Linked DNA regions of Mus musculus: regions 2 and 3 are each linked to region 1. The links are chromatin contacts, called in public Hi-C and HiChIP or PLAC-seq maps. All regions are on one chromosome and are shown on one strand. Each heading gives the region's core, a stretch centred on a gene start, on an enhancer-like site or on the middle of the called end of the contact. The rest is flanking DNA. Distances are from core to core; before and after follow the strand shown.

Region 1 (3,595 bases), core at 410-2,909:
AGATCTTAGGATGACACTAGAGATCTGATTGGTGAAATGTCCTGCTTGTATGGAATGCTGTCTTCGCATGACATATAATTGCCCTTTTGGACTCTTAGCTAGCTCTGTATATAGTTACTGACAGGCAGATTGGGCCCATTTACTTTCCCTCATGGAGTATGGACTGACTTGTGAGGCTCTGATTCTCCCAGAGGATTTATAGGCAATTAATGTTTGCTGAGTGAAAGTAAGAGCCTTTTTCTTTAGTGCTATAACCACTCTGGAATTGTTCATTCTCCTGTAAGTGACAGGGTCAGCAAGCTTGACTAGAATGGGTTTGTTTGTTTGATTGTTTTTAATGGTCTATAATTGATGTCCTGTCTGGGCATCTATCTGCCCAGGAAAAGTTTGCACAAAATTAGTCAAAAGCATGAGAAGGAAGATGTTGAGTTTTATATTCTGCATAATAGATAATGAGTACATGGGCCATATAGGATGCCAGCTCAGCTCATTTGGAAGTAAAACAGGTGCCCTAGAAATAGGGCTATGTCTGGTCACAGGGACTGGATGGGACATGGATGGATAACAAAAGAATTATAGGGCCATATATTTTCCAAGTTTATAATAAGGCTGCATATTCTTCTTAATTAACTAATCAATAAATGTGTGAATGTGTAGTGCAAGCACAAACTCATGTGTGTATACATATGTAGCATGTGCCTTAGAGGTCAGAGACAGAAGCCCTCTAATACTAAAAGAGTATCCTTCTCTACCATGTTTAACCTTCTTTTCTTGAGACAGTTTCTCTTTGAGCTGGTAGCTAGTAAGCCCTTGTGATTTTCCTGTCTTTAACCAACAGTCCTGGGGTTACAGGTGTTATTTGGTCAGAGCATATTTTTACCCCCATGCTGAGGATTTGAACTCAGGTACCTATGCTTGCACAGCTGCCACACACATATATCTTCCATGTAGAGTGGAATATTCCAGGAGCTGATTGCTTATATTATTGCTAACTGAGAAAAATAAATGGTCAGAACAGCCAGATATGTGTGTAGTTGATTTCTCTGGGTTAAGAAGAATTTAGAACTTTCTTCTTTCCCTATGAATACACAGATCTGTTTTCCTGATGTCTGCACTCACTGCATTTCCTCCTACAGAAGGGGGCAGTTTTGTACAACACAGGATACTTGTCATGCCTATACTGGTTACTATAAATAATCTGACTCTGTCTTAACTCTTGGGGTTTCTGATATTTGCATAGTTCAGTACAGGGAGCACTTTGAACTATGATGGTAACTTCCCCAGTTATAAGCAAATCTTTTACATTTTAAAATCTTCATTTTGGGGGTTCCTCAGCTTTGTTCTGGGCGACAAAAAAATCTCTCCTTTCTTATCTTTTCCCTTTGGCTTGATATTTTAATTTTTTGAAGCCTTGTGTATCTTTCTTGAGAAGAAAAACACATATTATCCCTCTTTGGGTAAAGAACAGATTTTGAATTCTGATGCTGCTGCAGAAGTATTTTTCACAAGCTTAGTAAGGGGTTGTTTGGCTTTGCTGTGCAATAGGAATCTTCAGTGGAGAGTGCTGTGAACAATGAAAACAACCAGCTATAGCCTAATAAAGCAGAAAACACTGGCCCACTCATCAGGGCCTCCACCAGCCATTTCTGAGGATGTCGGGTATGCTTTGTTAGATTCACAGCCAGAGACACACTAAGCTTGGATTCTGTTTGAATGCAGAGGGGCTGTGTCCAGGAGGCTTCCTGAGAGAGGGTGTATCTTGCTTTTTGTTTTCACAAAATAAAAATAACAGAAATGTTTCAGCCACATTCAGAGGCTGGAGAGAACCGTCCGTTCATGAATGCTAAGAGGAAATTAATATTCTGCACACGGACGGCAAGCAGTTTATTCTGAAGTTCATTCTGAGGAGGTAATGACGAGGAAAATGACAAAGAAAACTGTTACTGACCATTACTGAGCAATCACCCTGTCATATTACAGAGATAATTTAGATAAATGTGGGGTTTCGCAGTCTCCCAGGGAGACAGGCTGCTGATGTCTTTGATAATGGCAACCTACTTAAAAGCTTCTTCTGACAAATGCATCACTTTATCATGCAGATGTGAAACAGACATGCCCATGCCTGCTTGTTGGACGTAGTAACAGCATCCATGAACTTTTCCACCCATGTTGTTCAAGAAGACTGTCAATCCTTGCTCCCAAGGACACATGATGCAACGGCCTATGAAGGCTTTGCATCTACTGTGAAAGCAGTGTTTGGAAACATAAGGTAGTTAATAAATGACTGCCACACATACCATATTTTTGTCCAATTGACTTCTATTATTTTAGCAGCTTGCTAATTATACGCTGTGGAAATTTGGAGGCCGGTAACAGACTCTCTGTTCCATCTGGTCAACTCAGCTTTCCCAGAGCAGACTTGTCTCCAGCCTAACATCGGTAGGACTTTGGCGACCATATGATAAGGACAACTGTCACATGAGAATGAGTATGCTAGGTGAAAAGTGTTCCAACAAAGAAGACAAAAGTTCCTTGAGGTGTTGACATTTTTTCTCTCTCTTTTATGTTTGTGGTACTGGGAATCAAATCCAGGGTTTCCTACACACTAGAAAGTACTCTACCATTGACTTCAAACCTAGTTCCTATTTTACCTTGGAAGTCATGGAGTGCTCTCTGGCATCATCTATGCCATTTAATTTCAAGAGAAAAGTGCTCATTTAGAGCATGGATAATGGATGCATAAGTTCTGAGAATATTTTATCTTGAAGAAACATAGGTCAAAGATGATTCTGATCTATGTACATTTTTAAGCAGTCCCAAGAAATGACTCAGGTGTAGTAGTCACATGGAGTAAGGCTAGGGAAGAAAAAGAAGGGCCTATTCCTTCAAGCCAAATAGGAGACTCAAAGCTAGACAATTGCAGTGCTCTAATTAGGCAAATGGGCATAGAACTGAGTTCCATCATAGGGAACAGGGTATCAAATTTTAAGACTACTATGACAATGTCATGGATAATGAACATGAAATTCAAGTAGGATAATTATGATTACTAACAACAATTTTAAGGATTACGGACCTCATTGTGAAAATAACCAAACATATTATATTTGTTTGAGGGAAAACAGGCAGGCTCTCTTTAGCTCCTCATCTCAATGGGCAGGAAAGTAAAGAGGTACTTAGACCTGACAGTCAGACAGTGGAGAGGATTAAGTTCAAATGTTCTTCAGCAAAATTCGGTGGTGACTGGAAATAAACAAAACATTGTGTATTTTAAAGTAGCTAAAAGAAAAGATTTTTAATGTTCTCAGTGTAAAGAAAAGATTGGGGTTTCAGGTAATGAATATGCTAATTATCCTGACTTGATGGCTCTGCATCATTTCCATGTGTAGAAAAGCCACTGTGCATATCATGAGTATGTATTAAGTATCAATTAATGAAAGAGCCTAATTGTCAACTATTATTTTGCACAATTTGGTTTTTTTTTTTAATTTGCTTTTATTTTAATGTGACTAATTAATTGGTGACTTCCCAGCCTCTCACTGGTGGACTTGGAAAAGAGTAGCATTTGGTATGGTCATCCTATTGCAAGTGTAAG
Region 2 (3,595 bases), core at 515-3,014, 690 kb after region 1:
ACTAGGCCATCCTCTACTACATATGCAGCTACAGACATGAGCTCTGGGGGTGCTGGTTAGTTCTTATTTTTGTTCCTTCTATAGGTTGCAGACACATTCAGTTCCTTGGGTACTTTCTCTAGCTCCTACATTGGAATAGATGACTGTGAACATCCACTTCTGTGTTTGCCAGGCACTGGCATAGACTTACAAGGGTCCTGTCAGCAAAATCTTACTGGCATATGCAATAGTGTCTCGGTTTGGTGGTTGTTTATGGGATGGATCCCCAAGTGGGGCTGTCTCTGGTTGGTCCTTCCTCCCATCTCAGCTCCAAACTTTGTCTCTGTAACACCTTCCATGAGTATTTTGCTCCCCATTCTAAGAAGGAACAAAGTATCCACACTTTGGCCTTCTTTCTTCTTGAGTTTTATGTGTTTTGCAAATTGTATCTTGGGTATTCTAAGTTTCTGGGCTAATATCTGCTTATCACTGAGTGCATGTCATGTGTGTTCTTTTGTGATTGGGTTACCTCACTCAGGATGATATCCTCCAGATCCATCCATTTGCCTAAGAATTTCATAAATTCATTATTTTTAATAGCTGAGCAGTACTCCATTGTGTAAATGTACCACATTTTCTGTATCCATTCCTCTGTTGAGGGACATCTAGGTTTTTTTCAGCTTCTGGCTATTATAAATAAGGCTGCTATGAACATAGTGGAACATGTGTCCTTTTTACAAGTTGGAACATTTTCTGGGTATATGCCCAGGAGTGGTATTGCTGGATCTTCTGGTAGTACTTTGTCCAGTTTTCTGAGGAACCGCCAAAGTGATTTCCAGAGTGGTTGTACCAGCTTGCAATCCCACCAGCAATGGCAGAGTGTTCCTCTTTCTCCACATCCTCCCCATCGTCTGCTATCACCTGGATTTTTTATCTTAGCCATTCTGACTGGTGTGAGGTAGAATCTCAGGGTTGTTTTGACTTGCATTTCCCCGATGATTAAGGATGTTGAACATCTAAAATATGAATTTTAAGGAAATGTTTCTACCTAGAGTTTCAAGCATTTTAAGTACAATTTAATTATGCCCTCATGACAGCAATATGTTTTGCATTGAGGCTTCATTTGGAATACATTTCCTCAGAACTGAAAGAAAAGGGATGAGCTGCATTTGGCCAGGCAGCTCTTCCCTGTGAGGTCCCTTCCCTTAGTGTACAATGTAACTGTGGGTGGAAAGCTCATGAAGTATTTAGTCTATAACCAATAGATATTTGACAGAAACATAGCAAACCAACATTGAGTTGAATGCTTAAAGATGTATGTTTCTTTCTCAATCCTTTCTACCTTATAATCATATCACAAAACTATAGTTCTCTAAACACTGACTCCTTGAGATGAAACCACCTGATGCCCTTTTATATTGCCACTGTTGTAGCTCATTTTAGCATTTAGTCAATATTTGGAAACTGTTACCAATGCTACTACGCTCTGGTAACTGGTGTTCACTGACACCCCTATAGTTTCAGCTCATTACCCCTGCAGGGTCTGACCATTCCAGTGTCTTCCTAGAGCAGTTTATCTCCTCAGCCACCATTTATTTCAGGCAGTGTTTATACTCAAATTCTTTCTCTCTAGTGTTCACTTCTCTGTCTTGGGGATCATCCTACCTGAGGAAAATTATATTCTGTCAGTCTTTTTCTTATCTTCTGGTCCTCCCATGTGGAAGGAAATATGGAGAGCAGCCCCACCACGTTTGTGTGAGGCTCTGAGGCTCTAACCCACACTTCCTGTGAGCTCTCCTCGGCATTAGCAAAGTTCTAGCTTGTGCACATCTTTCACCTCTATTACTAAGGACACACAGAAAAACATTTGGTATTCGTGCCATTTTTCTTACTTTTCGTCTTTAATTCTCTATCGTGATTCTTAGAAATGGAAGTGCTTTTCTTTTTCCGTTTTATCTATTCTTCTTACGTAATTATAGTCCTCCATTTCCTTTCACAAACACAGGGTGGATCTGAGCACATTTAAATCAAAAGAAAGTGTGTCTGAGTCACAGGCATACTGAAATGGCCTGACTGCTTGCTCTGTGCGCTATGTTTGAAATGCCATACTTCCCCCCAGTGGTCAAGTGTGAAATAACAACCTTTGCTGTATAATGCATTGGAAGTCTCTAAAGAGAGACCATTGTTGGAGATGTAGTCTCAGCTGCAATAGAAACCCAAGACTGGAGGATCATTGAGAGAAGCTGAGGCTTGGCACCATGTGACAATGTCAAAGTCCCTGAAGAGGCCAGACCAGTCCATTTTTGAAGATGCTGGCTCATCATTGTAGATGTCTGAACCAACTTGAGACAACCTCTGTGCACAGCAGCAGGTGTGGAGTGAAACCAAGCCCACCAAACAAGCTGTTTGTACTTCATATGCCAGAGCCAAAGAAGTGGAATTGCCAAAGCTCTTCAGAACATAGAAGTTCATGAGTGTCCCAGATGCTGGAAATGGAGCTCCAGGCTTGACTGGTAGGATAGATAATGTTGGTTGTATGTTGATTTGATTGGAACTGTGCTCTAACACTTCACTCCGGAAATCATGTGACATATCTTGGAATTTACAGGAGCCCATCGTTAAGAGACTGTATTTTTAAAGAGAATTTGAACTTCTAAAATGTTGTAAATTTTCAAACAATGGGGGGGGGTAAAGTTATTGTATGTTTTACTTGTGATACTAACATGAGATCTTGGAGATAGACAAGAAAGAAAAGATTATGGTTTAATAGTGATGTATTTGTGTGTCAAGTTGACAATGGTCAATTTGTGTTGGTTAATTTTTTTTCAGTTTGACAGAAACCTAACATACCTGGAAAGAAATTTCAATTAAAGAATTTATGTTGGGCATATCTGTGGATCATTTTCTTGATTATTTATTATAATGGGATGGCCCAGCCCACCCATCCCTGGACAAGTGGCTGTGTATAAAAGCAGCTGAACACACCAGTAAGCAGCATCCCTTCACAGTCCCTACCTCAGGTCCTGCCTCCTGGTAGCTGCCTGAGTTCCTGCCCTGACTTGCCTGTGATGCATCCTGATACAGGAGTTAGACAATGACACAGACTCTATCTTCCCCAGTTGTTTTTAGTCATGGTGTTTTAGCACAGAAGCATACTGCAAACTTGATCAAGTAGAATTCTACTACCATACAGCAAACAGTACAAATTAGGAAATGTGCATACATGCTATAGGAGACAGGAAGTAAAGAGATACAGTAAGAAACCACAGACCAAACAGACGGTGCAAATGCACACCTTCAGACCATCTTCTAAGAGCTGATTCGGTATAGACTCAACAATGGATTAACCCATAATGAAGTGGCACCCTCATGATTGCCTGTCAATAGTGCCACCAGCTGAAGAGCAAGCCTCAGTATATGAGCCTTTTGGGTAGATGTTTCATATTCAAATCATACAGAGATTGGCTTGGAGCAGGGCCTGCACTAAGCTCCGGTTGCAGTATCTGTGCTCTAGCTGATCACAAGCTTTGGTTGCAGCCACTAATCAAATGAGCATAACCACTTACACTGCTTCTGTTCCTCGGGCTCTTTGCAGTAAGTACTGCTAGATCACACT
Region 3 (3,595 bases), core at 291-2,790, 620 kb after region 1:
AATAAAACCAAATGGGTTCAATATCTGTTACTCATGAATAGCAATATGACTTAATCTTAAATGAGCACTGACCTCTGTCAAAGTTTCAATATATTTTCTAAATCAGGAAAGTGGAATGTGCCCATTGATGAGCAATAGAATATTATGCTAATCTTCATTATTGAGAAACAAATTTTATTCCTTGAAACTTCCAAATTTGTTCATAATTTTGCCTTCTGAAGCCACCCAGAATAATGTATCCTTTCCAGCCCCATATTGGGATAACAATTCCTACATGACCACTGCCTGCTACTGTGCTGTTGACAAGCATCTGCTAAGTTCTCCCTAGACAATTTTCCACCCAGAATCCTCAGCATCTAGGAAGGAACTTGTCTTTTAAATGCTATTCTCCTCTGGTTTATACACAAATGGTTCCACTATGAGATACAAACATTAAAAGCAATTGTCTTATATTGTCTCATACATAGAAAGGCATCCCATTCAACTGATCTCTGCTCTTTTTTCTTGTTAAATGTCTTTGTGACCCTCAACTTCCTTCCTCCCCATGGATGCCTTACTATTGTAGGTACTGCTTAGCTATATGCCTCTGTTCCTTTTTCCTGAAAATACAAATACTGCCTGGTGCCTAATTTTCTTCTCTCATGCCTTATATCTACTTTGTTCCTATGTTTAAACTCTCTATTGAGGCATGTAGGGTTCCTTAAATCTGTGGCATTCTTACAGCAATCAATTATCCTTTGTAATTACTCCTCAATTACACATCCCTGTTCTTTCTCGTTAAAGACCAGACAAGAATGTGCCTATCATGGGCAGGTGCAGCAGATCTCTTACTTAGCTGCAATTTGCCAGTCTGCAGATCAGGACTTCTCAGCACATTTACTGAGGGACACAATTTGAGGTATTTGTGCTTTTTCAGCAAAGACAGCTGGTCTCTCTGCTCTAAGCCCTTCTAGCAATAAAGGACTGAACACTGCTTTCCTCTGAACTTCTACTCCGGGTTTCCTAGTATCTGCCAAATACAAAGAACATTGGTTTGTGATTGAAAAGGTGGAAAGGGGACAGGTGTCATACATCTTTAAAATCCCTGGCCTCACTGAGTTTTTTTCTCCTAGCTCCCAGGTAGCTTAGAGTCAGGTATCTACTTAGTCATTCTGAGGTTGTAAAATGAATCTAATGGCCCTTTCTGGTTACTTCTAGCTACATTGAGGTTTTAGAACTTAGCCCTTCGGTGTGTCCCCTTTATTGGTTGATATTATTTGTTGCTGTTACAAACATGATTTTCTGCTGTATTAGACAGTTTCCCTAAAAATATGTTACAAGTTCATGTACTGCATACTTAAATTTTCAGATGAATGGTGAGTGGGCATTTGAGAAAAGCATGCCTCTTTAGAAGCATAATTTAAAATTCTACTCAGCAGCCCTTTGGAGATGGAAATTGAGGGAGCTGCTCTCCTTTTGGACAGCTTAATGATCTGTAGTTAATAGTAAGAGACTGATGGGCAGATGCAATACAGCTGGGCTTAGGTTAGTCTTTCTCAGCTCTCCAAATGTCACAGTGATTACAGCAATCAAAACCCGGAATTCAGACTGGAAGTAAAAGCACAAAGAGTGTGCAGTGGGCTGTCAATATGACCCACCTGCTTGGCCCCTGTATGACCAGTTCCACCTCCTAGAACTCCAGAGGAAGAAAGCTGGACTTAGAATCAACTTCCCTTCATATGTGATGCATACAATGTCACTAAATTTATGAGAAACTAAGTATAGTTTCTTGAAACTATACAGGGGAACATAAGTGGAGAAAGGAGGCATCTCAAGGTGTGTGTGTGTGTGTGTGTGTGTGTGTGTGTGTGTGTGTGTGTGTGTGTGTGTTGGGGGGTAATAGAATTCATGTGATGTGAAAGGAGATCATTGGAAAAGGAAGGGAAACAACCAGAGGGGAACAGAAGGCAGGAGAGAGGACTAGAAGAGATGGATCAAGGAAAACAAAATACCCATGAGAATGTCATAGTGAAACTTATTAGTTTCTATGCTAATAAAAAAAATCAGAAGAAAACAAGGAAGGGAGGAAGGAAGGAAGGAAGGAAGGAAGGAAGGAAGGAAGGAAGGAAGGAAGGGAGAGAGGGAGGGAGGAAGGAAGGAGGAAGGAAGGAAGGAAGGAAGGAAGGAAGGAAGGAAGGAAAGAAGGAAGAAAGGAAAGAAGGAAGGAAGGAAAGAAGGAAGGAAGGAGTAAAGGCAAGCAACCTTTCAGGAGCAAATTGTAAGTTTGAGAATATTGTGGTACACTGTTACTGGAGTCAGTTGCTGAGTGTTTGTGAAAAGCTAGTTTAGGGCTGGGGTATTAACTAGCTCAGTGGGTAAAACATACTGAGTTCTGAACTCCAGAACTCACATAAAAAGCATATGCTCACAGTGTCTCTAGTCTCTGTCCCTCCTGAGAAATGGAAAATGTAAACATGAGAGAAGTATCCAAGGCTAGGGGACAAAGATTAGCTTGGCTTATAGGTAGAAAGTGAAGACCGATATCCACAGTTGTCCTCTAACCTCCACATGCGTGCTGAAGTATGCACATACCATTATTCTCTCTCTCTCTCTCTCTCTCTCTCTCTCTCTCTCTCTCTCTCTCTCTCTCAAGCACACACTCATACATGCAGCACACACACAGAGAAAGAGAGACTGGTTCAGAATTACTTTGTGCTGGAACCTCACATCCACCAACAATTCTCAATATGTTTTTATAGTTCCTCAAGAAACTCATGTGAATTCAATGAAAATAACAATAATAACTAAACCAACTCCATTCAAAAATAACCAAAGTACTTTAATAAACATTTCACAGAAGAAAATGTATAGAGGGTCAAGAAGCACATGAAGAGAGTCTAGGCCAGTCAGTAGAGAGCACACATCAAAAGCACGAAGTGTTACCATCATGTCTACTAGAAGACTGTCCTCAAGAGCCAGAAAAATACAAGCCAACTTCAGGAGGCTAAGACAATAGAATCACTTGAACTCAAAGAATCAAGCATAGCCCGGGCAACACAGAAAGATCCTGTCTCCAAAACAAGCAGAAATCATAAACACTGGTGAGGATGTGGAGAAAGGGCATCCTTTGTGTGCTATTGGTATGTGTGTAAAGTTAACACAGTAGCTGTAGAGTGTAGAATGGCAGTTTCTCAGAAGTTTAAAATTATATTAACCATATGTTCCAGTAATTCTGCCTCTAGGTATGTACCTTTAGCAATTGAAAACAGCATCTTAAAGAAGTATCTATCCACAGAACTATCTAGCAGAACTATCCACAGAAGCCAATCGCAGAAGCAGCCTTACTGTCCATGGCAGGAAGAGTGCATAAACAAAGTACAGTTGAGTGCTATGCATAAAATAGCCCAATTGATAGAAACAGAGACCAGGCAGAGGTTGTCGGTGGGTGGGGTGTTGGGGGAAAAGCCAGTAGGAAGTTACCATTTACTGAAGAATTTTGGCTTTACACTATAAAAGAGCTCTGGGAAACAGATGGTAGTAATTGTACAATATCTGAAAATAGTTAAGAACACAGAAATGATTATTACACATAGGTGGTTAACATGCTACTTAAGTT

Evidence for each region. Hi-C and Micro-C count contacts between places; a contact is called where the count stands out from the background. HiChIP or PLAC-seq counts read pairs in DNA pulled down with a chosen protein or histone mark.
Region 2: a Hi-C map of the N1E-115 cell line shows a contact between it and region 1, with 14 times the contacts expected there. The contact joins two enhancer-like sites. A contact is called at or near these places in 12 of 484 Hi-C or Micro-C datasets (the AML12 cell line, the HPC-7 cell line, the N1E-115 cell line and 7 more) and 2 of 115 datasets of contacts at active chromatin or transcription factors (SST interneurons and embryonic basal ganglia).
Region 3: a contact with region 1 is called in an H3K4me3 HiChIP or PLAC-seq map of embryonic basal ganglia, with 5 times the contacts expected there. The contact joins two enhancer-like sites. A contact is called at or near these places in 1 of 484 Hi-C or Micro-C datasets (embryonic stem cells) and 2 of 115 datasets of contacts at active chromatin or transcription factors (embryonic basal ganglia and embryonic forebrain).

Annotation. Positions count from the first base shown.
Region 1 is chr2:22,027,587-22,031,181 of GRCm38.p6, forward strand. No RefSeq gene overlaps it. Among named protein-coding and RNA genes, the nearest start is that of Gm39767, 65 kb to the left of the region's middle. Within about 2 kb of position 1,660, at least 34 of the 459 cell types and tissues checked have an H3K27ac peak or open chromatin away from gene starts, as enhancers often do. A contact at or near this core is called in the N1E-115 cell line, embryonic basal ganglia, embryonic forebrain and 1 more, where this site is marked.
Region 2 is chr2:22,719,952-22,723,546 of GRCm38.p6, forward strand. No RefSeq gene overlaps it. Among named protein-coding and RNA genes, the nearest start is that of Apbb1ip, 53 kb to the right of the region's middle. Within about 2 kb of position 1,765, at least 80 of the 459 cell types and tissues checked have an H3K27ac peak or open chromatin away from gene starts, as enhancers often do. A contact at or near this core is called in the N1E-115 cell line and neural stem cells, where this site is marked.
Region 3 is chr2:22,644,826-22,648,420 of GRCm38.p6, forward strand. All of the region lies in intron 7 of Gad2 (glutamic acid decarboxylase 2), which reads left to right. Among named protein-coding and RNA genes, the nearest start is that of Mir3967, 7.7 kb to the right of the region's middle. Within about 2 kb of position 1,541, at least 10 of the 459 cell types and tissues checked have an H3K27ac peak or open chromatin away from gene starts, as enhancers often do. A contact at or near this core is called in embryonic basal ganglia and embryonic forebrain, where this site is marked.